7 separate regions of the Mus musculus genome follow, and all the other regions are linked to region 2. A link is a contact called in public ChIA-PET, HiCAR-type, HiChIP or PLAC-seq and promoter capture Hi-C data. All regions are on one chromosome and are shown on one strand. Each heading gives the region's core, a stretch centred on a gene start, on an enhancer-like site or on the middle of the called end of the contact. The rest is flanking DNA. Distances are from core to core; before and after follow the strand shown. Region 1 overlaps Dock4 (dedicator of cytokinesis 4). Region 2 holds the start of Ifrd1 (interferon-related developmental regulator 1). Region 3 overlaps Dock4 (dedicator of cytokinesis 4). Region 4 overlaps Dock4 (dedicator of cytokinesis 4). Region 5 overlaps Dock4 (dedicator of cytokinesis 4). Region 6 overlaps Dock4 (dedicator of cytokinesis 4). Region 7 overlaps Dock4 (dedicator of cytokinesis 4).

Region 1 (2,996 bases), core at 355-2,854, 400 kb after region 2:
GGTCTTGAGTATATGTACCTTTAAACACTGAGCTGTCATTCCAGTCCCAAGTTTTTTTTTTAAATACCAGGAATTGAACCAATGGCACGCATGTTTTCTCACAGAGCTCTCTTGTAAGCTAAAATTACTCATTGGAACATAACATGCAGCCTGGTCCGATGTTACATGTTTGTAATCCTCTCACTTGGGATGCTGAGGGGAAAGGATTGCAAAGTTCAAAGCCAACCTGGATAGCATAGTGAATTCCTTGCTGGTTGGTCTGTGGTGTGAGACCATGTCTCACAAACAATAGCCAAATAACAACATCATAGGTGCTTGTCTTAGTCAGGGTTTGTATTCCTGCACAAAACATCACGACCAAGAAGCAAGTTGGGAAGGAAAAGGATTAATTCAGCTTACACTTCCACATTGCTGTTCATTACCAAAGGAAGTCAGGACAGGAACTTGGGGGCAGGAGTTGATGCAGAGGCCATGGAGGGGGCTGCTTACTGTATTGTTTCCTCTGGTTTGCTTAGCTTGCTTTCTTATAGAACCCAGGACCACCAGCCCAGGGATGGCACCACCCACAAGGAGCCCTCCGGCCCTTGATCACTAATTGAAAAAAATGTCTTACAGCTGGATCTCATGGAGGCATTGCCTCAAGGGAGGCTCCTTTCTCTGTGATAACTCCAGCTGGTGTCAAGTTGACACACAAAACCTGCCAGTACAGTGCTGTTTTCCCCTCTTTTTTAAAGCACAGTTTTTATGTAGAATTATTGGATTTTTTATTTTCTGATTTATTAAAAGCATACGTGTTTAGATGGCCAAAGTGGTGGCCCATAGCTGTACATCAGCTTTGAGAAAGCATAGCTGTAAGACAGCCAAAAGTTTAAGGTCAGCCTGCTCTAGATAATAAATTTCAGGTTAGACAAGGTTACACTGCAAGACTCTGTTTGCAGAGATAAACAAAAAGAATGTATTTACTGAGTGAGATTTGATTTTTTTTTCAATTATATTTACAAAAAAATCTCTAAAAGTGCAATGGTTGTAACTGGTATTAGAAAATAATGATTCATGCTGCATTGCATTTTATTTAGCCCATAGAATGTACTGATGTTTTTCTATTCCTGATATTGTCATGGTTGTAACTGTTTAATACATCCTTCTTATGAACAACTGGCTTTAAGAGATAGCTAGAAACATAACCTTCATGTTTTCTCTTCCAGGGTATATTTCCTTCCAGCTATGTTCACTTGAAAAATGCCTGTGTAAAGAACAAAGGGTAAGAATGAATTGCATTCATAGTTGGAAGATTTTGCCACAGCCGCTGTCTTGGAATTGAAAGGCTTAGTAATTGTATTACTAAAGCAACTACAGAAGAGCGAACCGTGGCCCTTGTTGTTTGATAAGGAGATACTATGGCAGCAAATAGAGACAATTAAGGAACTCATTTCTGAGTGCTGAGCCACAGGAGCATGCTAGGGTATTATGGCCTCTCATTGTCTACCAGTTGTGAAACTTGTTTAATCTTAAGCAGAGAAATTGGTTCTTCTTGGTTTCCTGCTGTTTAGAGAATCATGCCAGGCAGAGTCCCTAACATGGTGAGTCATGTAGCCTCAGTGCCCAGAACTTCCTTAATTTACTACTGGTTATAGAGAAGGGAAGCCTGTGGCCAGCAGGGTGTGGGGGAGACAGAGTACTTCCTGGGCAAGCCCAACAACCTGAGCTTGAGCTTGCAAAGCCACACAAAGGTAGAAGACAACGGACTGCACAGAGCTGTCCCCTGACCCCTGTATGTGTGCCACAGCACTTGTATGACCTACACACATTGTATACACACAGGAATAACAAATAAAAAGAAAGCTGGCTGTGGTAGTTCATATTTAACTCCAGCACTTAGAAGACAGAGTCAGGCAGGTCTCTGTGAGTTCGAGGCTCACCAGGTCTACACAGTGAGTTCCATGCCAGGCAAGGCCATAAGACTCTGTCTCAAAGCGTAAGGACAGGAAAAGCCCATCTATTCTCTGAAGTGAGTATAACACTAGGTCCTTGTGTAACTTCATATATTATTTCTCTATTTGACCTACGGTCACGTCCTGTCACAGATTGCCACAAATCTGGTCTAACACAAAAGTCATAAACTCAATTAAAATCTATGTATTAAAAAAAACTGTTTGTGTATTTCTCCAGCATGATATTTAGATAACTAGCTTCACAAACAGAACATGTGACATGTCTGACTGATATATTGCATGGATGTCATTGATCACCAAGGACTTCTTAAGTATTTATAATATGTTACAGTCTGCTTCTAAATGGACTGGAATCAGCCGTTAGAATAATGTGTATCAAATAAGTTTCTACAGAATATCACAATAGAACTTGCCTGGTGTTGTGTACTTAGCACATAAGTAAATGATTGTTGTTAAGGTAGATTTTGACACATGTATCTGATGGCAATGTCACAAGGAGCCATCTGTGAATTATAATTGTAATTTTCATTTTATGGCCAAAATATACAGGCTCTGTGATAGAAATTACATATTTATGCAAATAGCAGTAAATAGCAACTTTTTATTTCAGCAACAAAAGCATAGTAGATAATATATTTAAATTTTAATTTCACCAAAAAGTTTGCATAGATATTAGTCAAATGGATGGTTTTTACATTCATCTTCTATAAAACATTCAATGAACAAACATGAGCAAGTCCATATGGTACAAACACCTTGGGTTTCTCTATTTGGATAAATGTTAAATGGCCTACTGTAATAACAGTGTGCTGTATGTCATTTATTTTAATACTTTGAAAAACTTTAGTAGTTTTACAATATAGAAGACTTATGGTACAACTTTAGTGTACTGCTGATTTTTCTGTGAGGGTTTCACTTAGCATCCTAAGTTGTTTTCCATTTTATTTCAGTTTTGGTTGTCTTTAATGATTCTGTTTCTTTGTTAAAGTCTACTTTCATGTCTTGGATGTTTTCTTTCAATGGTTTGTGTCATCACAGTCTTCA
Region 2 (2,958 bases), core at 418-2,917:
AAGAACTCCGGTATTTATTCAGGAGGGAAAGCTTAAACAGAAGTAGCAGGAGCCTTGATTCAACCACAACTAGGTTACATGAACAGTATTTCATAACTTCACAATGAATTTCACCACGCATTCAGGAGAAAGGGAAAAAATATCTAAAGATACATTTCTATTTGTAATAGTCCATACCCAGCCAGTTATCACCTAACACATGATCAAGAGCTTTCAGCTCTCCAGACCCTGGAGGAAAACTTTTGCATTGCCAGTCTCCAATATTTAACATGAAAACTGGTCATTTACTTTTCTAATATCATTCGAATGATCAAAGAGTAGTAGCTAGGTCAACAAATACCTAATGGCTATTATCTTGGTGTGGAACGACTGGGGGCATTCCAATATTCAACTCCATAATCTTAACAATTACTTAGTGAGATGACTACCCATTTCAATACTACTCGACTTATGTCTTGTGTGCAGTCTTGTAGAAGGGACCTTCGGCTGCAATCATTTTTTTTTCTTCTCAACCATATGTTAAGAGAATCGTACATTCAGTTCAGCAATTAACCATCCAGAAAAAGCTTTGTCTTAGCATGGAAGGAAAAAAAAAAAAAACTTATCCCTAACTTTCCAGCCAATTGCAACCTCGGCTTCTCACCACCTCTTATCACTGCATGGAACCTATAGAATGCAGCACAAAGGAGAACGCGGTCGCTAGGCTGGCAGCACAAGGGCTGCGGGGGCTCCCGGTTTCTGCAGGTACCGGGTTAGGAGTGGAAGCCACGCTAAGGGTGGGGCGGTGGCCATGGCTTCCGACGCCTCTACCCCGCCTTAGAGGACCTGCGAGACGCGCAGGAAAACAGCGGGATGGAAGCCACTCGTGCCTCTGCGTCACCCTGGCCCCATCACGCAAAGCTCAGGCCTCGTGACGCAAAAGCCGGTCCAAGCCCGCTGGACGTTTGACACTCCCGAGAACTCCATGTTGGAGGGAGCGCCACAGGCAGCGCAACAGCGGCAAGCCACCGGCGCTCCGCCCCATCTCTAGCTCGATAAAGAACCGGACAGCAGGCAGCGACGTCTAGGAAGAACGCCAAGTCCTGGTCACCCTTATTCTGACTCTCCCTCCGGCCCAAGGTCCCAGTTCTCCCCGCCCCCAGGGCCGGAGCTCCAGCACTGCTCCCGCGTGCCAGCTCAAGAAGCGCGAGTCCCAGGGCATGATGGGAACTGCAGTTCAGCCGTACCACGCGCTATGCAGACTTGGGCGTCCGAAGCGAAGACCGAACTACAAGTCCCACCGCGCCCCAGGCCGGGGTCTCCCGTTCGGCCGGCCAGCCGGCTCCCGGGCGTGGGGACACCCCTCACCTGCCGTGGCCGCCGACGTCGCTGCCCCGGAGCCGCCGCCACCCCCGCCACCGCGGTGGGGAGCGTTCCGCTTCTTGTTCTTCGGCATCGTGGGCCGCCCGGTGCCGCCTACACTTGGAGCTCAGCGAGGATCAGCCGATGGAGCTGCACTGTCTACTCGTGCGTCTGTGCGGCGGGCGGCTGAGAGGCGAGTCTCGGGCTAACAAGAGAGGCGAGGAGCGGCGCGGGTGAGAAGCGGCAGCAGCAGCAGCAGAAATCCCCGTGAAGAGCTGCGAGCGGAAACGATACATGTTTCTCTCTAGCGCGGGAGCGAAGGCGGGGTGGCCAGACCACGACGCCTTAAGTAGCCAGACGGCGGCTTGTCGTCACCATGCGTGGGCGGGCCTCCATCGCTCGCTGGCCAATCGCTGCAGATCTCCCCACCGCGGCGTCCACTGGGGCGGTGCCTGCATTCGGACTCCCATTCCCAGAGCCTCAGTCTGCCCTCGGTGCCTGGGCTGCTATGCCTTAGGGCCGCGTGGAGCTTTGGGAGATGTAGTTAGCGAGAGGGCGCGGCCTTCTCCGGGCTCCTCCCAGTCCGATTGCGTCGTGACCTCGTCCCAACGAGGCGTCCGCCCTGGAATTCACCCGGGTAGTCACCGCGATGAGCCATGCGGCAGTTATGCAGCTTGATGAACGTCAGCTTGTAAGATCACGTGTAACAACCTTTCCCCTGCTAATATGAGGCCCCTGTCCAAGCACAACCATACCCTCCTGTGGGTTTAGGGACGTGGGCTCCCCACCCTCCAAAAAAAGTATGCTTTCAGCTACTTCAACTTGTATTGTTCGTGGACCTCATATTCTAGACTAATATCTCAAATAACGAGACTGATGATTCAGTCTCAGATTTTCTTACAAAGATGTGACCTTGATTCCACCTGCCAGTTTGGAGGTCAGTTTGGGATAAGAGTTTATGAGAAGTTCGCAGCTGGCAAAACATACATGAGTTATATCAACAGTCGCAAAGGGGTTTATTTTCTCAAGGTGCTCCCGTTGATCTGTTTTCCGTGTCGCAACACCCAGTCCTGTTTTCAGGAGCTGCTAGTAGGTTCCTATACTGTCCATATGACAGAACAAACTCACTGACTCGTGCAAGTGACTCACTCTGCACTCCACCTCTCACCTCGGCTTCATTCTATTTCAAGTGATGATAGTAAGTCTTTCTCCGTCTTAATGTCCCTCTTGTACCTTAAGCCAACTTAAATTTTTCTCTCCTTTTCTTTACTGCCATATTCTTAATAGTTAATATATTATCTTCCCCCATATTCTGTAATTTATTCACCGTAATTTATTCAGTTTGTTCATAGTGCCCCCCCCCCAGCAATTGATTTTAAAATGAAACTCAGGGCTGTATCTTGATCTCTAGCCATACATAGCTTCAGTTCATACCAGGTCACCCATTTCAATGTTTCATGCCCAGGAAGGCTGATTATTTACTCAAGTGTCTTGTTTGACTAATCCACCTATGTTTATAGTTGTTCCAGAACCTCACAGACTGCCAGTCCTCCTAACCTAGCCTCTCTCACTGCTTTCTAGATATCTTGTTCTTCTCCTGAACTCAACTGGTCTTCG
Region 3 (2,900 bases), core at 274-2,773, 310 kb after region 2:
AATCTAGTATTCCTCCCTAGATCAGAACATTTTGAAAACTCTGCCTCATTTATTTTTTATATTCTTTCTATATTGCTCACCACGAATGTAAAACACAGTAGGTCATCTGGGTTTTTTTCCTTCTCATAAGAAATGCTGTATACTTATGTAGTCAAGTTATGCCACAGAGGGAATGGTGAGTGGGGAGCAGAGATTCCCACTTTTGATTCTCAGAACCTGGGGCGCAGCCAATTAATTTTCAATTTTGACACTTCCCTTGCAGAGAGCTAAGTTGCACCAGCCGAGGCTTGTGGATACATTCAGAAAAGCTGTAAAAGTTTGCAGTTGGTTGCTTGGTTGGTTTGTGTTTTTGTTTTGTTCTTTATTTTTTTTATTTACTTTTTGTACCATCTCACTGTAGAGGTGCCTACTGTCATGATAACCTTGCTAATGGGGAGCTCATGGCTCCTTAAAGAGTCATTCTCTTTCTACAGTGCACTCAAAAGTAATGCAGTGGTAATGCCATCATGGGCCACGGTTCAAAGTCCTGACCACACGGTAGCAGTAGAACGTCTGCTGTGCAGGTCCTGCAGTGAGACTGAGGGAGGATTAACTTACCTGACGCTGTTCACTGATTGCCACTGTTGTAGGCAAAACCAGAATGGATGTCTTTGCAGAGCCTGTGACACACTGTTGTCAGCAGGGAGAAGACTGGGGAGTGAGGTAGGGTATTGTAGAGTCCTGGGGAGGGTCATTTCTAGATGAATTTCTGCTGCGGGTGAGGTGGCTTTCTTACTACAGATCAATTCTCTGTTTTATGTTGATGTACAGGATAGGGTCTCAGAAAAAAAAAGGTTCAAGAATGTTCTTGAACACTTGTGGTTTTGTGACTCTAGGGGCTGGAGGAAGCTCTGAGTGGGTGAAGTCCTGAATATGTGTGCGCTGTTGCCAGGGGCACAGCCATGCCAAGAACCCCAAAGGAATGGCAAAGCCCCTGTCCCAGCCATGCTTCACCCCACCCCATGAGACTCAGAGGGATGGTGAACTTCACTCAGGGGACCAAATGAGCGCACTGACAGCTTTTGCAGACTGTTCCCCTAAAGAGACTGATCCTATGGAGGTTCACTAAACCTGTCTCCTTGCTCTACCATAAACTCTGCCTTCTCCTTTCTCTGACTTCAGTAACCCTGCCTCCTTATCCAGCTGTGTACAATCACCCTGCCTTCCTGTTCAGCTCTAGATGAAAGCACACTGAGCCTACAGGGTAAGCAGCTTCTCTGGATAGGAGCCCACACCACCCATTCCCAGCTTTCTGTCCGTGTGTCTCCAAGTGACATATAGACATCTGCCTTTCTGTCTTTTCTGCCTTCCTTTGATGCTCCAAGTGTGACACGTAACTCTGAAATTTTCTATGCGTATCATCTTTCCTCAGCCCTCACTATCTCAAGTCTGAGCCTTTTCATGGACACATGAAATACACTGTAGTTCTGGTTCCTCTGAGTGAATAGGGTTTCTGCCCCGCCCAGGAAACCAGACTGTGGTTTTCCTCTGGGTTTTAGGAGACTGGGCCTAGCCAGAAGAGGGGAGGGGACTCTGCAAGTGTGGTTAGCTTTCTCCTGTGAGCTCCAGTTCCTGTTCGCTTTCCACTCCTCCTGAACCTTGATTTTTTCCCCCCAGTCTTGTTCTGATTTTCTGTTTTATCTCCACGTTTAGGGATTATGATTTGAGAATTCAGAATAAAACTAAATACAGCGCGATCTTTTCCTGTTACAGCAGAAAATAAATAGGGTTCATAAAACTAAAAATGAGGGGCTGGAGAGATATCTCAGTGGTTAAGAGCACTGACTGCTCTTCCAGAGGTCCTGAGTTCGAATCCTGGCAACTACATAGTGGCTCACAACCATCTGTGATGAGATCTGATGCCCTCTTCTGGTGTGTCTGAATACAGCTACAATGTATTTATAATAAATAATTAATTAATTAATTAATTAATTAATTAAAAAAAACTAAAAATGAGACTTTTATGTATTTTGAGTTAACTTTGTAGATTTAAAAAAATATAACTTATTTATATTATTCATATGTGTGTCTGTCTGTCTGTCTGTTTCTCTGTCTCCATGGATGTGGACATCAGATGACAGCTTGTGAGAGTCAGTCCTGGGGACTGAACTCAGGTGACCAGGCTTGGTGCCTTTAGCATGGAGCCACCTGGCTAGTATGACTTTGTAGGTTTTTTAAGTGGATTATATACAGTACTACTTAAATTCAAACATGTACTTAAGTCAGTATAACTAGAGATGGGCAGTGGCATCTGTGTGGGTTTGTGGGAAATGCTAATTTTTTTTTTCGAGACAGGGTTTCTCTGTATAGCCCTGGCTGTCCTGGAACTCCCTCTGTAGACCAGGTTGGCCTCGAACTCAGAAATCTGCCTGCCTCTGCCTCCCAAGTGCTGGGATTAAAGGCATGTGCCACCACTGCCTGGCCCTAAAATATTTTTAAGCTCCATATTTTATTAATAACTTACAATTTTCATTAGTGTGAGTTGGGAGCTTTAAAGGGTTAATCCATTCATAAATATTAATCTCTGACATGGAGAATGTTTGACGTGTTTAAAGGCATCTTTCTAGGTGTTTGGGCATGTATTAACTCTGTTATTCCTTATGACATATTATAGATCATTCATATTGCTCTAACAAAAATGCTATATAGTCTTAGAAGCTTAAGCAGCAAGTATTTCTGGAACCCAGAAAAGGTGCTGCAAATGTAGAGTCTAATGAGGGCCAGCATCTTGGTTTGTAGGTAGTTCCTTCTTTAGGCCTTCTATGGCATGAGTTCCTATTTATGAAGACCCTATTCTCTTACAAATGTACTACAAATCTGTCTTAGTTGATTTTCTATTGTGATGAAGACCATGACCAAAA
Region 4 (3,118 bases), core at 536-3,035, 430 kb after region 2:
GAACCATAGTGTGGTGCTTCACATAGGCTGTGCAGCTGTACATTAATGCTTATCTTCCCTTCATCCATGGTGCTTCATCTGCATCAGAGTATTAAAAATCCTGTCCAGTGAACTTCGCTCTCTAGCCAGCCAGCCAGTTGGCCTCAAGTAGTCAGCTTCAGTGAGAGACTCTGTTATATGTTTGATTGTGAGCCTTGGTGTCATGGTTGTTGTGTAACTTTCGTTCCTTTGTTTACTGGCACATTCTAAGTCCTTATTAATTAACACTGTCATTTTGACTTGGGACTAATTCATTCCTTTACTTTTGACTCAGCAGAGAACTTGGCCTGAGTACCACCTGTTGGTCACTGGCTACAGCAAAGTTGCTCGTACACATCAGCCGCTGGCTTGGGCTTCTAAGTGAGAAATTAGCAGCAGGGTGTGCTTAATTCTAGTAATTGCAATGATGAAGTTTACTTTCTTTCTTTTCTTTTTTCTTTTTTTTTTTTTTTTTTGGTGTTTCGAGACAGGGTTTCTCTGTATAGCCTTGGCTGTCCTGGAACTCACTTTGTAGACCAGGCAGGCCTCGAACTCGGAAATACGCCTGTCTCTGCCTCCTGAGTGCTGGGATTAAAGGTGTGCGCCACCACGCCTGGCAAAGTTTACTTTCTAATGAGTCCTTTTTCGAATACTTTTCTGAAGTTAGATTTTCTTTTTCTACTATCATGCGGTTAAACCCATTTTTCTTGAAAGGGTTCTATAGAAGCTTTCTTTTGCCTACAATTATGCCTTATTAAGTCCAATTCTGTCATTTAAGGGAGCGAGAGAACTGAATGCAGTAGATAAAGCACAGGCATTTTAAAAATCCAGATCCTTTAACTGTAAAATGGCTATGACTTTCTCTCTGTCTGGGAGAGACACACATCACCTGTGTCTTGTACACCCTTTCATTGTGGCTAAGTGGCCACACTCTGTGGTTAGGAAATCTGGGTAGAAATTCTGACTTTGCTACATCAGCCTGGGCACTTAACTGCGCATCTCTTACAGCTGTTAACTGGTAGGAATTAATGAAGATAACAGTGCTTTCTGGAGGGATTTCTTGAATGTTAAATGCATAGGATGTTGCCCAGGACCCAGGAGTTTATTGGTGCGTCCTGGCTATGAGGAGGAGGATTTTTGAACCCAAAGAGGAAGTATACATCACCCTAACTAGATGTACGTGGTGGCTACCTTTGTATTCTTATAGAAATCACACATTCCAAGAAATTGGTGATGTTTTAGTTATGATACTGCAGTTACTTAAAGTTTAGAGAGACCCTCTAGCAAAAAGGTAATATGCAGTGCATATTATGTTAGCCAGGAGTACACAAAAAATGGGAACCAGAAGCCTGAAGGGGGATTACAACCTGAAACACCACAGTGGGAACAGGAATAAGGAAGTTGGAAATCCTGTCTCCAGATGAGGAGAGTCTTATGAAATTGCTTTCATAGCTTCCAGTAACCCTGTTCAGCGGCAGACATTATTATATAAGAGCTTAGAGAAAGTGGTACTACTTTTATCTGCGTATAGTACTACATAGCAAGGTTAATAGAGCCTTTACAGGTTTAGTTCCCCTTGTCTGTGCTACATGTCTTGTTTGATGCATTACTTGAAGCTTACCATGGCCTGATCATACAAGTTCACCATCTACATTTTTACATAATTTAGGAATACTTACTGTTTTGACTGTGACATATTGTAGGCCTGGGTCTGTTTTTGTAATTTCATATTACAATGCTCACTAAAACTTGTAAGCTTTCCAAAGCAAAGAAAAGCAGTGTAAGGAAAATGGCCCAGCCAGACTAGCAAGGGACGCAGTGCACAGAGTTAAAATAGGTAGAGGAGGCATTCAGAACCCCTCCTTGAATTGTGGCAGCACAGTGGCAGCCGTTCTATCGGGCCCAGAGCATTTCCTGCTGTGTCTAGACATGTTGGCACAGATTCACTGTGGGTGTCTGTCCAGCAGTGACCCATAGAGACCTTCCCCGGGGCCCTGTGTTGACAAGCACAACTGCTTCCCACCTCCCTCCTCTCCATCATCTGATTGTTCCAGCAGGTGCATGGGAATTGGTGTTGTTGTCACCTCCGAATTAATCACATCTGTGGTTTATCCCTCATTCACTCTTGTGTTATACATAAAAAAAAAAAAATGGCCCACACATACTGGTTGCCTTTAATGGTAGTGACTCTAAGGAAGCTGCTGGAACAGAGGTGGGGCAGGAGGGGGATACAAATACAAAGAACTGAGCAAGGAAAGGCTTTATCCAAATCTAGAACACACTGTGTATCATGGAACCACTCAGCTTTTTTATAGCATTGTATGATAAGAATATAATGCCAATTATTTAACTTTAGTAGATGACTAGAAAAACTAGAGTTGCAGAAAACCGGAAGCTCACAGAGTGCATGAACTTGAGTAGGCTTCTCTTTTGCCTTGCACTTATGCAGACAGCTTGACGCTCTTAAGTAGAGGAGTATTTTTATTTGTACAAGGTGAGCAGAAAGCCCTCGTCTCCCCGATCCTGCCTTTTAAGTCAGGGGCAGGTTAGTGAGTCTCCTCCCCTCACTAGTATCATGGTCTTCTCTGTCTTTCTTCATGAACACCCAGGTTGCCGCCTGTAGGGCATTCAGAATAATTTAGTTTTCCTGGAGTCTGAATGGGATAAGCCTCTGTCACGCATAGTAAGCACTTCACAAAGACTTTATTCAGTGCCATTTACAGTTGCAGAAGGATTTGGCATCCACAAAGGGATGACCAGTGGTGTGCCTCTACTCTCTCTTCCCCTTCAGTTTCTCAGCACCTTGCAGAATACTTGATACCGGGTGTGTGTGTGTGTGTGTGTGTGTGTGTGTGTGTGGTGATGCATTTAAAGGAAGCTTTTAAGTTTTGCTTTCCTGTTGAGGCAAAGCATTAAAAGATCCTGCCATTAGTCCCTTAATCTTTGCTATCATCCTTCCCCTCCAGGAGTGGGGTGGGGATGTGCTCTTAATAAGAGAGAGCCAGGGTGCTGAGTGCATCATCACTAAGAGCTGTTTCATGTTACCTTGTGCTCTCAGCCCTGTCTCCAGGGAGCCACCATTTGCAAACACTGTCATGCT
Region 5 (3,052 bases), core at 361-2,860, 330 kb after region 2:
TGACATCTTAAAGCATTAAAGATGAAATAGTTGACCACAGCCCCAGTGTGGTAAGCCTCCATATCTGCACACGGAAGGCAGAGCCAGGATCTGGAGGGTTTTCATTGTATTTCTGACATAACCCCCTTTTCCTGGAGCTCAGAAGACATTGCTGTTAACTAACGTCTTCATCCATATTCTGTCCCATCCCTGCCTGCCTTCTCTTCCTTCTGTCCTCCCTTGGTGGTGTTTGTCATTGCTTGTTGGATGGTTCAGCCCTTCCTGTGTTCTTTGGCTTTCCTCTTCCTGGTACTAATGATAGGCTATACTGTGGCAAAGCCCGGTCTCTTCTTGGTGTAATCAATCTTTCTGACTGTGCTCCCAAGTTCATCATGTTTGGTGTGCTTGGACTCAGCACAAACCCTGCCAGAATCAACCAAGTGTGACTTGCAAGCTTGATTTCATTTGCAGTTGGCATGCCAGAGTTGAATGTAGAGAGTTGTCTGTTACTACATCCTGATCTCTTTCATAGGAACCTAGCACTTGTCAGGTTTTCAGCAGTGCTGCAGTAGAAAGGACTGGTGTCATATGCACAGGCTTAGGTTTCACCAGTAAGAAAAAGGTGGGGATTCTAAGTATTCATTAAGGAAATTACTTTTGGCGCTGTCAGTTCTAATAGCTTCAAACTGTGGATCTTCTTGATTCTTGTGATAGATCACAATATCTCCCGAGCTTACATCTGTACTATAATGAGAATGGGATCAAGGAGAGAAAGGCGGGCACAGAAGTGATGCTAGATGCCCTTAGATGTATATGCCGGGTAGTTTTTGTCAATTTGACAGAAACTATGGTCACTTGGGAAGAGAGAGCCTAAATTGAAGAATTGCTTCCGTTACACTGGCCTGTGTGAAAATCTGTAGGGCATTTTTCTTGATTGCTGATTGACGTGGGAGATCCCAGCCCACTATTTTCCCTGCCACTTTTGGTAGGTGGTCCTGAGAAGGCCGACTGAGCAAACCATGGAGGGCAAGCTAGTAAGAAGCCGTCCTCTGAAAGCTCTGCTTCAGTTCCTGCCTCCAGGTTTCTGCCTTTCTTAGTTCCTGCCCCGGCTTCCCTTAGTGATTGCTTGTTATCTTTAAGTTGTAAGATAAAATCAAGCTTTTCCTTCCTAAGTTGTCATGCTTTTAAAAATTTTTTTATTTATTATGTACATACATAATATTTCATATTATATATTATATACAATATAAAGTATTATGTATATTATATTTATTTATTATATATATTAAGGACACTGTGACTGTTTTCAGTCACACCAGAAGAGAGCATCCGATCTCATTACAGATGGTTGTGAGCCACTGTGTGGTTGCTGGGGTTTGAACTCAGGACCTCCAGAAGAGCAGTCAGTGCTCTGAACTGCTGAGGAATCTCCAGCCCATTGGTCGTGCTTTTTATCTCTGTAACGTGAGAAGACATGTAGGAGCTTTGACTGCTGTGGGGTAGATTTTTCTGGATTTCTGTTCTCACTTTGATGTGAAATTTGTTCATAAATATACACAGAAATAGCACAAAGTTTATGATATTCAGGAATCAATCTCCATTGTTTGCAGTTGTATTACTCAACTCCATGCACGGCTATTTTCCTTCTAGTGGAGTCCTTATTAGGCAGATTCTAGATGTCATGTCATTAGCTCATAAGCAGAGCGAGAGTTATCTTTTAAACCTAATTAACACACCGTCATCACTCCAAGCATTGTGAGTGATTTCAAGAATTAATATTGTAGAGCTATCAGTCCATTTAAATGTTCTTCCTCTTTTTTTTTTTCTTTCTGGGGTGTGTTCTGCAGCTGTTCCCTCCCTATTACAGATCCAGCAGCCTAAGTGTACCCTTTCTGGTAATTCCGATCTCTTACCTCTTTTGTGGTGTTATGGCCCATCTTCCCAGTGTTCTGGGCTCCCTCCCCCATAATAGACTCTAGTGTAGGAATGAAGAGGCTGATTGCCTTTTTATTATTTCTTATTACACTTTTACTTACTTTTTCTATATCCTGTGTTTCTTAGGAGTTGGGTGTTAGGTCTAATGACTGTGGCCTTCTCCTCATTTGAAGCATTTGGCCTTGTGTCCTTTGGCCTCCCTTTATTGATGACTAATTTTTTGTTTTTCCTCATTCAATGATTGACAGAAGGTTCTAACACCAAGTGTTCTCAGCCCGATCTGTTACAAAAATCTCCATATGCTTTTCCCTACTTGATTTTACATCGATGGTCATAGAGTGGTGTGCTGTTTCTCTCAGGAGTTAGAAAACTATGTTGATTATTTTCTCTACAGTTATTTGGAAGACTTCTATAGCAAAGCAGCCCTGTCTGTCTGCTGCCTGACTATAGTAAAATATACTTTGTGCAGGCCAGACAGGAAGCTGTTTGCTTCTTTCTTCAGATTTATAACTTTGAGAGTAACGAGTCAGTGTCCTAGCATTGCCCAGTAAGAGGTAATTAAAGATCCCCCACAAGGTTCATCAGAAACTGACACATTTTCATATATTGAATATATTCAATCCATTGCTGTCATTATTCTTTTTGCTCCAATTATTGTATGGTAGGCCGCTTTGACCTCTAGTCTTTTTAGTTTAGTGCCATCAAGATTTGATCAACTATGTGCTTAATTATGGGCTTGTTTGTTACACAGCAATAACTAACTAATAAACTCATGAAGAAAAAAAGAAAAGAGGCACTAATATTGCCTCTGTGTAAAAGAGTTACAGTTTTATCATTTTATAGTTTAAACACTATTTGAAATTGTTTTCTGTAACCCCTGAAGATCTACTTCAAGGAAGTGTTTTGAGGGAGGAAGTACCTGTAATTTTCTTCGAATATCAGCATGTTCAATTTTCCTCTCATTTTGAGGAGAAAAGATGAGAATGTGATTTTGTGATGGAAACCTCCGTAAGTGTTCATGATGTTCGGTTGGCGCTGTGTAGTGTATGGACCATAGCTTCCAAGCTGTGCATCCTGCTCCCTCGTATTCTTCACAGGATACTGTCTTCATTCTCTGAAGTGCACATGGTAGTAACTC
Region 6 (2,856 bases), core at 136-2,635, 390 kb after region 2:
GTGACATCTACCAGCTAAGCCAGGTTTGAACCTTCTAGTAGGCAACTTTCTAGCTTTGTTACCTAGGTAAATTACTTTGTCTAGGTCCAGATTTCCTCCCTTGTCAAATATAATCTGCAATGCAGCATCACTGTGAACACTATGCTTGTGGGTGCTCCTGGCTGAGTATATGCATACAACAGTGTTTAGTACTATATACAGTAGTACTTAGTATAATAGTTACTAGGTCTGTGGCAGATGTTTAATACGTATGTATCCAGCAAGTAATTGTAATGTGTTAAGTATATTCTTCCAGCATCTCTCCTGGGAGACCAGGAAAGAGAGGAGATGTATGTAAAAAGGGGAAGGTAAACTCACTTGTGACTGCTTATAACACCATCGTGACACAAATAGTACCAAGTAAAGTATGTCCCAGCTGAAGCCTTGTGGTTTTCCTTGGATTATCATTGAATATTCAGTAGGAACAAATATGGGATTCTTTTTAAAAAGGGCAGCCCAGCAACTGCCTGCAGAAATTTAGGTTAGAGGGCGGGTATGCCAGCTATACCTTCTTACAGGCAGGGACTGAGGAATGCTGGGAGAACTTAGAAGTAGGACTGCCTTGCTATGTTAGATAGGCACCTCAGCCATTCCTCCCAGGTTTGTGACCTAATAGATACAGCCTAGGAAAGTCTTTCCCTCCACTGTTTGGTATTTTTATCTCCGCATCTCAAATTTTTGAAATTTGAAAATATTTGAAATAGGATTTTCCTGCATAAGGTGACATAATTCTGGTTTATCACTTAGTTCAATAAGCTGAATGGTCTTTCTGCTGTCCATGGTTTTGAAAGTTCCAGCTCAGGAACTTTAGAAAATTCCACCAGACCCTTCCCCCTCAAGAAGGGAGGGGTTAATTACATTCTCAAACCACAGGACTTTACTGACCACCAGCCAGACCACCTGCTACCTGTGGGTAGGGGAGGCCCAGAGCTCATAGACACATTCTGTGACTATTGGCCACCTACATCATTCCCTATAGACCAATCAGCTTAAAAGTCACACCGTTCTGCCGATCACATTGTGCCTAATGGCTGCTGCCTTGAGAACTGTATAAAGGCTTGCTGGACAGGTTGTGCAGGGTCTTTCATGTGTAGGGCAACCCTAACATTTTGGGACAATAAATTCCTCTTGCTTTTTGCATTGATTCTCGGTTCTGTGTCGTTCACTCAGGGAGTCCCCAGTAAGCCATGGCTGGCCAGAGTCTTACAGCTTAAGGGGAATGTAGAGCACATACTGTGTTTTTAAATGATTTATTTATTTTCATTTGATGTGACTCTGTGTCTCTCATGTCTGTTTGTGTGAGAGTGCTTGATCCTCCGGAGCTGCCCTGTGGGTACAGGAAACTGAGCCTGGACTCTCCAGAAGAGCAGTCAGAGCTCTAACTGCTGACCCATCTCTCTAGTCCAACACTTACTAAAGCGGCATTCTTTAGTAAGCAAATTTGCTGTTCTAGATTCATAAAAACAATTTTTAAATGAACAGTTATTCAATGTGTGAGAAAGAAATTAAAACTTGATTAATTTTAAAATGTGGAAGAAAGACCTCTGGACCTCGGAGATAGCTCAGCAGGTCAAGGTTCTTATTGCAAAATCTTGATGAGAGTTCAAGTCCTAGAACTGGGGTAGAAGGGAAGGAACTACTTCCAAAAGTTGCCTCTGACTTCCATATGCATTGCCATTGTTATGTGCACACATATAGAAGTGCACACACAATAAATGAGTTACATTTAAAAGATGCACCTTCATTGTCGTTTATTAATATTTATTTAATTGTAGATTAAGAGCAAGGGTATTTATTGTTTTACTTATATTTTACAAGGAAATGCTAGTTTTAGAATTTTAAAGCACTTTCTTTTGAAAGTTCCTACCCAGTGCTTAAATTCTTTCATTTATATTTAAAAATACCTAATATATTCATTATATATAGAAAGAAATTAAGCTTTAATTTTTAGGATTTGCTATGTTAACCTGTACTATCAATAGTGAAACTATGACTTTCGCTATCAAGCTGTTAGTGTTTCCTAAGACTTAACTAATGTTGACTGTTGACTGATGCTGGAGGCCCTCATATACATTTAGCTGTAGTCATTAACTGAAGGGGTATCTTCCAGGCACGTCATATTTTATGTATCATCTTATCTTACATCCCTGTACCTCCAGCCATGTTTAAAAGGTTAGATTTGCTATTCTGTTAAGGGAAATGCCTGTAAATTCCCACACACTGGAGAAGTATACATCCCACCTTCATTTCAAATTTTGTACATTGATTATATTATTGGAAATTTACATTCTAAAAATTGAAATTGTTTAACCTTTTAAAATCTTATTAATATTTGGGTCCTTGTCCCCACTAATTAGAATACAGAAAGTTCTCATTTTGTACATAGAACTCCAAGGGTTTTCACACTGTCAAATTCAGTTCACAGACAGAGGAAGTTACCTCAATTAATGGTCAGAAAAAATAAAAACAAATGCAAATTGTCTTCTGAACCAAAGAGCTGCAGTAGATGGATTGTTCCTAATTAACATACAGTGAAATAAGCCACTGTTTTCAGCCCTAACACCAGCCCTATTGTCTGTTTTTAAAATATTTTCAAACTTATCTGATTTCCTTCACAAAAGAGGACAAAGGCTATTTATAGGTGTTAATTTTGATGCCAGTGGGAGGGGGTTGTTTGGGCATAGGGTTAGTTTTAACAAGTCTCTCTAAAGTGGTTCAACTCTTTAGAAAACTGACACTCCAGATTGTGATAGTTAGCTGAGATGCACAATTGAGAAAAAGGAGTGAAGCCATTGCTTCATTGGTTTATACAGTTGG
Region 7 (2,976 bases), core at 370-2,869, 480 kb after region 2:
ACAGGTGAAATGAGGAATGATTTATATATCACCGTAGAAAGGGGGGAATTTGAGAAAGGAGGCAAGAGTGTGGCCAGAAATGTGGAAGTTACAATGTTCATTGTAGACAGTAATGGTCAGCCCTTAAAGGTATGTTCATTCTGGACGGCCGTTGGTCTGACAACCCTTGCTTGGCTTCATCTCTACCTGTGATCATTTAATTTCTCAGTTGCCAGTGTTTTTTTTTCTAACTCTATGTAGGCTTTTTATTTTCATTTTTTAAAGTTCATTAAGGGGCCAGAGAGATGGCTCAGTGGTTAAAAGCACTCAGAGGTCCTGAGTTCAATTCCCAGCACCCACATGGTGGCTCACAACCATCTGATGCTCTCCTCTCATACAGTCATACATTTAAACAGAACACTCACATACTATATATATGTATATGTGTATACATACTATATATATATATATATATATATATATATATATATATATATATGTATATACACATGGAACATGCTATATATATAAATGGAAACGGTGTTTTCACTTTCCTGACTATGTATACCAATAATTTTATTATAATAGTCATTCCTTAAATACAGTATTTTAGTATCATTTAATTTTTTTCTTACTTTTTTTTTTGTTCTGGCAATTGGGGAAAAACAACAACAACAACAAAGCCAAGCAGAATAAAAGAAACAAACAAACAAACCTATTTAGCTTGCTGGCTCAGGCCTTTAATCCCAGCACTTGGGAAGCAGAGATAAGCAGCTCTGAGTAGGAGGTCAGCCTGATCTACAGAGTGAATTCCGACAGCCAAGGCGGCACACAGAAACCCTGTCTCGAAAAACAAACAAACAACAACTACTACAAAAGGCCTACCATGTTTAGTTTTTTTTAATTTTTTTTTTTTAAGCCAAAGTAGAGTCTGGTACTACTTGACACTTGGGGAAACAATAACAGAACCTCTTCTGGAAGAAGTGTTTTCTCTGAACATAGCTAGTTTCACAGTGTGTTTGCCTGTTCTTCTAAAGCACTGGTTCTCAACCTTCCTAATGCTGTGACCCTTTAATACAATCCCTCATATTGTGGTGACTCCCAACCATAAAATTATTTTCATTGCTACATCATAATGTAAAATATCTGTGTTTTGTGATGGTCTTAAAGCAACTCCTGTGAGGAGGTCCTGCCACCCACGTGTTGAGAACCACTGTCCCAAAGGTTGCACTGGGCCATCACAGTCACCTCCGGATCATGGAAGAGCCTCCTGAGTGGGCTGGGAATGTGGTTTTCAGGAGTTGAATTCTTACATCACATCCCAGACTTAGAATAACAAGCCATGGAGAACCAGGTTCAGAACAGAACTGGTCTCCTCCTCACTAGGTAGAGCAAAGGCAGAAAAAGAAGAGAAAAGATAGGTAATGTCTCTTGGAAAGATGTTTGTGGAAGAGTCTAAATGAACCTGCCTTTAACTCACATGTTTCTTCATTAGGATTTTATCTCCTTTGGCTCTGGAGAGCCACCGGCTAGTGAGTACCACTCCTTTGTGCTCTATCATAACAACAGTCCCAGGTGGTCAGAGCTGCTGAAACTTCCTATTCCTGTGGACAAATTCCGGGGCTCCCACATCCGCTTTGAGTTCCGGCATTGTTCCAGTAAGTATGGGGGTGGACCCCGAGGCTCTGTGGGCTTGGGGTGAGTCCTGTACTTACTGTGGGCAGATCTATAGAAAAGGTGACAAAGGAGGAAAGAAGGCAAGCAGTGGGGGGCCCTGAAGTGAGGGGCCTGACTCCTAGAGAAGCTTTGAAAGCAAAGACATGAAAGAAAACACAGGAAGTCCAGGGAGTCACTGTAATTTGGCGGCTCATCGCTTCCAACCTAGAATATTTGAACAGGAGCGGGAGACACAGCTTTAGAAAAACTATACTTTCTGGTGGGCTTCGGCAATCCCGACCTGGTATTACCCAGAGCTGACTCAGCTCTGGGAAGCCCCCTTGGAATTTTCTGGGCATGTGAAGCTACCGGGAAAGCATCGGTGAAGCTTAAGTTTGTGCTGACTTCTGTAATGCCTGCATCATTGTGCAGTTCTAGATGATGCTGATACGAGATAAAGTAATTATCTCATTTCGCAGATTTAAGCAGCTCAAGACAAGAACAAGCTTTGTCCTTGTGGACATTACTAGTCATATCTTCAGTCTTATTTCAATCTGTTTGCTCCCTTTCTATCATTTCAAACTGGTTTTCTGCCTCCCCCAGCTCTAGACTAGGGGTTTTCTGACACGTCTGTGCCTCTGACGTGTCAGCACTTACCTGAGGAGTGATTGGCAAGGTTCTAGAGAATCTTGCTCTGGGAGAAGAATGAATATCAAGCAAGCGACACAGAAGGACCACATTGTTAGAGGTGCAGTATGCACTTCCTCGGAACATCAGGTGGAGGGACTGTGCCTGTCATCAGAGATATGGCATGTTTTTTTTTTCAGAATTGGCCAAATCGTCTCAGTAAATTGGATTTATGAGGGGGTTTAACAATGCAGAAGAGCTAGGGGGTGGTGCTGAATGCCTTTAATACCAGCACTCAGGTGGCAGAGGTTGGCAGATCTCTATGAGTGGGCCAGCCTGACCTACGGAGCTAGTCCTATGATGGCCAGAGATCTACAGAGAAACCCAATCTCAAAAAACCAAATCAAAACAAAAAGTGCAGATAAAATCTGTTTGGTTTCTGCACTCCCAGCCTTGTACCTAAAACATCGTTCACAGTTTTGTTCAGTTTTTGCTGTTGTTATTTTAATTCAGAAGAACTAGCCACAGGAAAAAGAAAAAAAAATCCCCACAGTCCCACCAAATGTAAATGCCCAGTGTAATCATTTTTATTACATGGAGCTTCAAATAGTCCTGTGTAAGTGATAGTACTTGTTCATCAGTATAACATGACTGATTTAGTCATAAAATTGAACACCTACTGGGTGCCACCCACTTTACTGGGTGCTAGAAGCA

What was found. Promoter capture Hi-C pulls out the DNA fragments that hold promoters and counts their contacts. ChIA-PET counts read pairs in DNA pulled down with a chosen protein or histone mark. HiCAR-type assays count read pairs that join an accessible place to other places. HiChIP or PLAC-seq counts read pairs in DNA pulled down with a chosen protein or histone mark.
Region 1: an H3K27ac HiChIP or PLAC-seq map of microglia shows a contact between it and region 2, with 8 times the contacts expected there. The contact joins the enhancer-like site here to the promoter of Ifrd1 in region 2. A contact is called at or near these places in 6 of 39 promoter capture datasets (3T3-L1-derived adipocytes, the C10 cell line, the HPC-7 cell line and 2 more), 1 of 484 Hi-C or Micro-C datasets (bone marrow-derived macrophages), 4 of 115 datasets of contacts at active chromatin or transcription factors (SST interneurons, bone marrow-derived macrophages, embryonic fibroblasts and 1 more) and 3 of 9 other capture datasets (adipose tissue, liver and macrophages).
Region 3: a contact with region 2 is called in an RNA polymerase II ChIA-PET map of memory CD8 T cells, with 80 read pairs. The contact joins the enhancer-like site here to the promoter of Ifrd1 in region 2. A contact is called at or near these places in 7 of 39 promoter capture datasets (the 3T3-L1 cell line, the C10 cell line, the HPC-7 cell line and 4 more), 2 of 484 Hi-C or Micro-C datasets (CD4 T cells and LSK cells), 9 of 115 datasets of contacts at active chromatin or transcription factors (bone marrow-derived macrophages, effector CD8 T cells, hepatocytes and 6 more) and 4 of 9 other capture datasets (adipose tissue, liver, macrophages and 1 more).
Region 4: an H3K27ac HiChIP or PLAC-seq map of microglia shows a contact between it and region 2, with 7 times the contacts expected there. The contact joins the enhancer-like site here to the promoter of Ifrd1 in region 2. A contact is called at or near these places in 6 of 39 promoter capture datasets (the C10 cell line, the HPC-7 cell line, the SN4741 cell line and 3 more), 1 of 484 Hi-C or Micro-C datasets (bone marrow-derived macrophages), 13 of 115 datasets of contacts at active chromatin or transcription factors (DN3 thymocytes, the SCID.adh cell line, embryonic fibroblasts and 6 more) and 1 of 9 other capture datasets (adipose tissue).
Region 5: a promoter capture Hi-C map of liver shows a contact between it and region 2. The contact joins the enhancer-like site here to the promoter of Ifrd1 in region 2. A contact is called at or near these places in 7 of 39 promoter capture datasets (the 3T3-L1 cell line, 3T3-L1-derived adipocytes, the C10 cell line and 4 more), 1 of 484 Hi-C or Micro-C datasets (LSK cells), 8 of 115 datasets of contacts at active chromatin or transcription factors (the SCID.adh cell line, bone marrow-derived macrophages, embryonic stem cells and 4 more) and 4 of 9 other capture datasets (adipose tissue, bone marrow-derived macrophages, liver and 1 more).
Region 6: a promoter capture Hi-C map of liver shows a contact between it and region 2. The contact joins the enhancer-like site here to the promoter of Ifrd1 in region 2. A contact is called at or near these places in 2 of 39 promoter capture datasets (the HPC-7 cell line and liver), 3 of 115 datasets of contacts at active chromatin or transcription factors (bone marrow-derived macrophages, embryonic fibroblasts and embryonic stem cells) and 1 of 9 other capture datasets (macrophages).
Region 7: a contact with region 2 is called in a HiCAR-type map of embryonic stem cells, with 4 times the contacts expected there. The contact joins the enhancer-like site here to the promoter of Ifrd1 in region 2. A contact is called at or near these places in 7 of 39 promoter capture datasets (the 3T3-L1 cell line, the HPC-7 cell line, embryonic stem cells and 2 more), 1 of 15 datasets of contacts at CTCF or cohesin (the NIH/3T3 cell line), 1 of 484 Hi-C or Micro-C datasets (bone marrow-derived macrophages), 23 of 115 datasets of contacts at active chromatin or transcription factors (the 230-238 cell line, the SCID.adh cell line, T-cell acute lymphoblastic leukemia and 12 more) and 2 of 9 other capture datasets (adipose tissue and macrophages).

What each region holds. Positions count from the first base shown.
Region 1 is chr12:40,625,132-40,628,127 of GRCm38.p6, forward strand. It overlaps Dock4 (dedicator of cytokinesis 4), which reads left to right. Exons shown (of 53, transcript NM_172803.2): 4 at 1,206-1,261. Among named protein-coding and RNA genes, the nearest start is that of Dock4, 180 kb to the left of the region's middle. Within about 2 kb of position 1,605, at least 59 of the 459 cell types and tissues checked have an H3K27ac peak or open chromatin away from gene starts, as enhancers often do. A contact at or near this core is called in the HPC-7 cell line, bone marrow-derived macrophages, macrophages and 1 more, where this site is marked.
Region 2 is chr12:40,221,522-40,224,479 of GRCm38.p6, forward strand. It overlaps Ifrd1 (interferon-related developmental regulator 1), which reads right to left and starts at 1,668. Exons shown (of 12, transcript NM_013562.2): 1 at 1,348-1,668. The coding sequence starts at 1,435. Mir1938 (microRNA 1938) reads right to left here and starts at 1,290; the gene lies at 1,191-1,290. It overlaps Gm7008 (predicted gene 7008), which reads left to right and starts at 1,843. Exons shown (of 3, transcript NR_045157.1): 1 at 1,843-2,032.
Region 3 is chr12:40,534,923-40,537,822 of GRCm38.p6, forward strand. The region is part of intron 1 of Dock4 (dedicator of cytokinesis 4); the gene reads left to right. Among named protein-coding and RNA genes, the nearest start is that of Dock4, 90 kb to the left of the region's middle. Within about 2 kb of position 1,524, at least 84 of the 459 cell types and tissues checked have an H3K27ac peak or open chromatin away from gene starts, as enhancers often do. A contact at or near this core is called in LSK cells, adipose tissue, bone marrow-derived macrophages and 3 more, where this site is marked.
Region 4 is chr12:40,654,641-40,657,758 of GRCm38.p6, forward strand. All of the region lies in intron 8 of Dock4 (dedicator of cytokinesis 4), which reads left to right. Among named protein-coding and RNA genes, the nearest start is that of Dock4, 210 kb to the left of the region's middle. Within about 2 kb of position 1,786, at least 16 of the 459 cell types and tissues checked have an H3K27ac peak or open chromatin away from gene starts, as enhancers often do. A contact at or near this core is called in microglia, where this site is marked.
Region 5 is chr12:40,552,006-40,555,057 of GRCm38.p6, forward strand. The region is part of intron 1 of Dock4 (dedicator of cytokinesis 4); the gene reads left to right. Among named protein-coding and RNA genes, the nearest start is that of Dock4, 110 kb to the left of the region's middle. Within about 2 kb of position 1,611, at least 6 of the 459 cell types and tissues checked have an H3K27ac peak or open chromatin away from gene starts, as enhancers often do. A contact at or near this core is called in hepatocytes and liver, where this site is marked.
Region 6 is chr12:40,606,861-40,609,716 of GRCm38.p6, forward strand. The region is part of intron 1 of Dock4 (dedicator of cytokinesis 4); the gene reads left to right. Among named protein-coding and RNA genes, the nearest start is that of Dock4, 160 kb to the left of the region's middle. Within about 2 kb of position 1,386, at least 11 of the 459 cell types and tissues checked have an H3K27ac peak or open chromatin away from gene starts, as enhancers often do. A contact at or near this core is called in liver, where this site is marked.
Region 7 is chr12:40,702,857-40,705,832 of GRCm38.p6, forward strand. Dock4 (dedicator of cytokinesis 4) reads left to right here. Exons shown (of 53, transcript NM_172803.2): 14 at 5-129; 15 at 1,475-1,637. Among named protein-coding and RNA genes, the nearest start is that of Dock4, 260 kb to the left of the region's middle. Within about 2 kb of position 1,620, at least 5 of the 459 cell types and tissues checked have an H3K27ac peak or open chromatin away from gene starts, as enhancers often do. A contact at or near this core is called in embryonic stem cells, where this site is marked.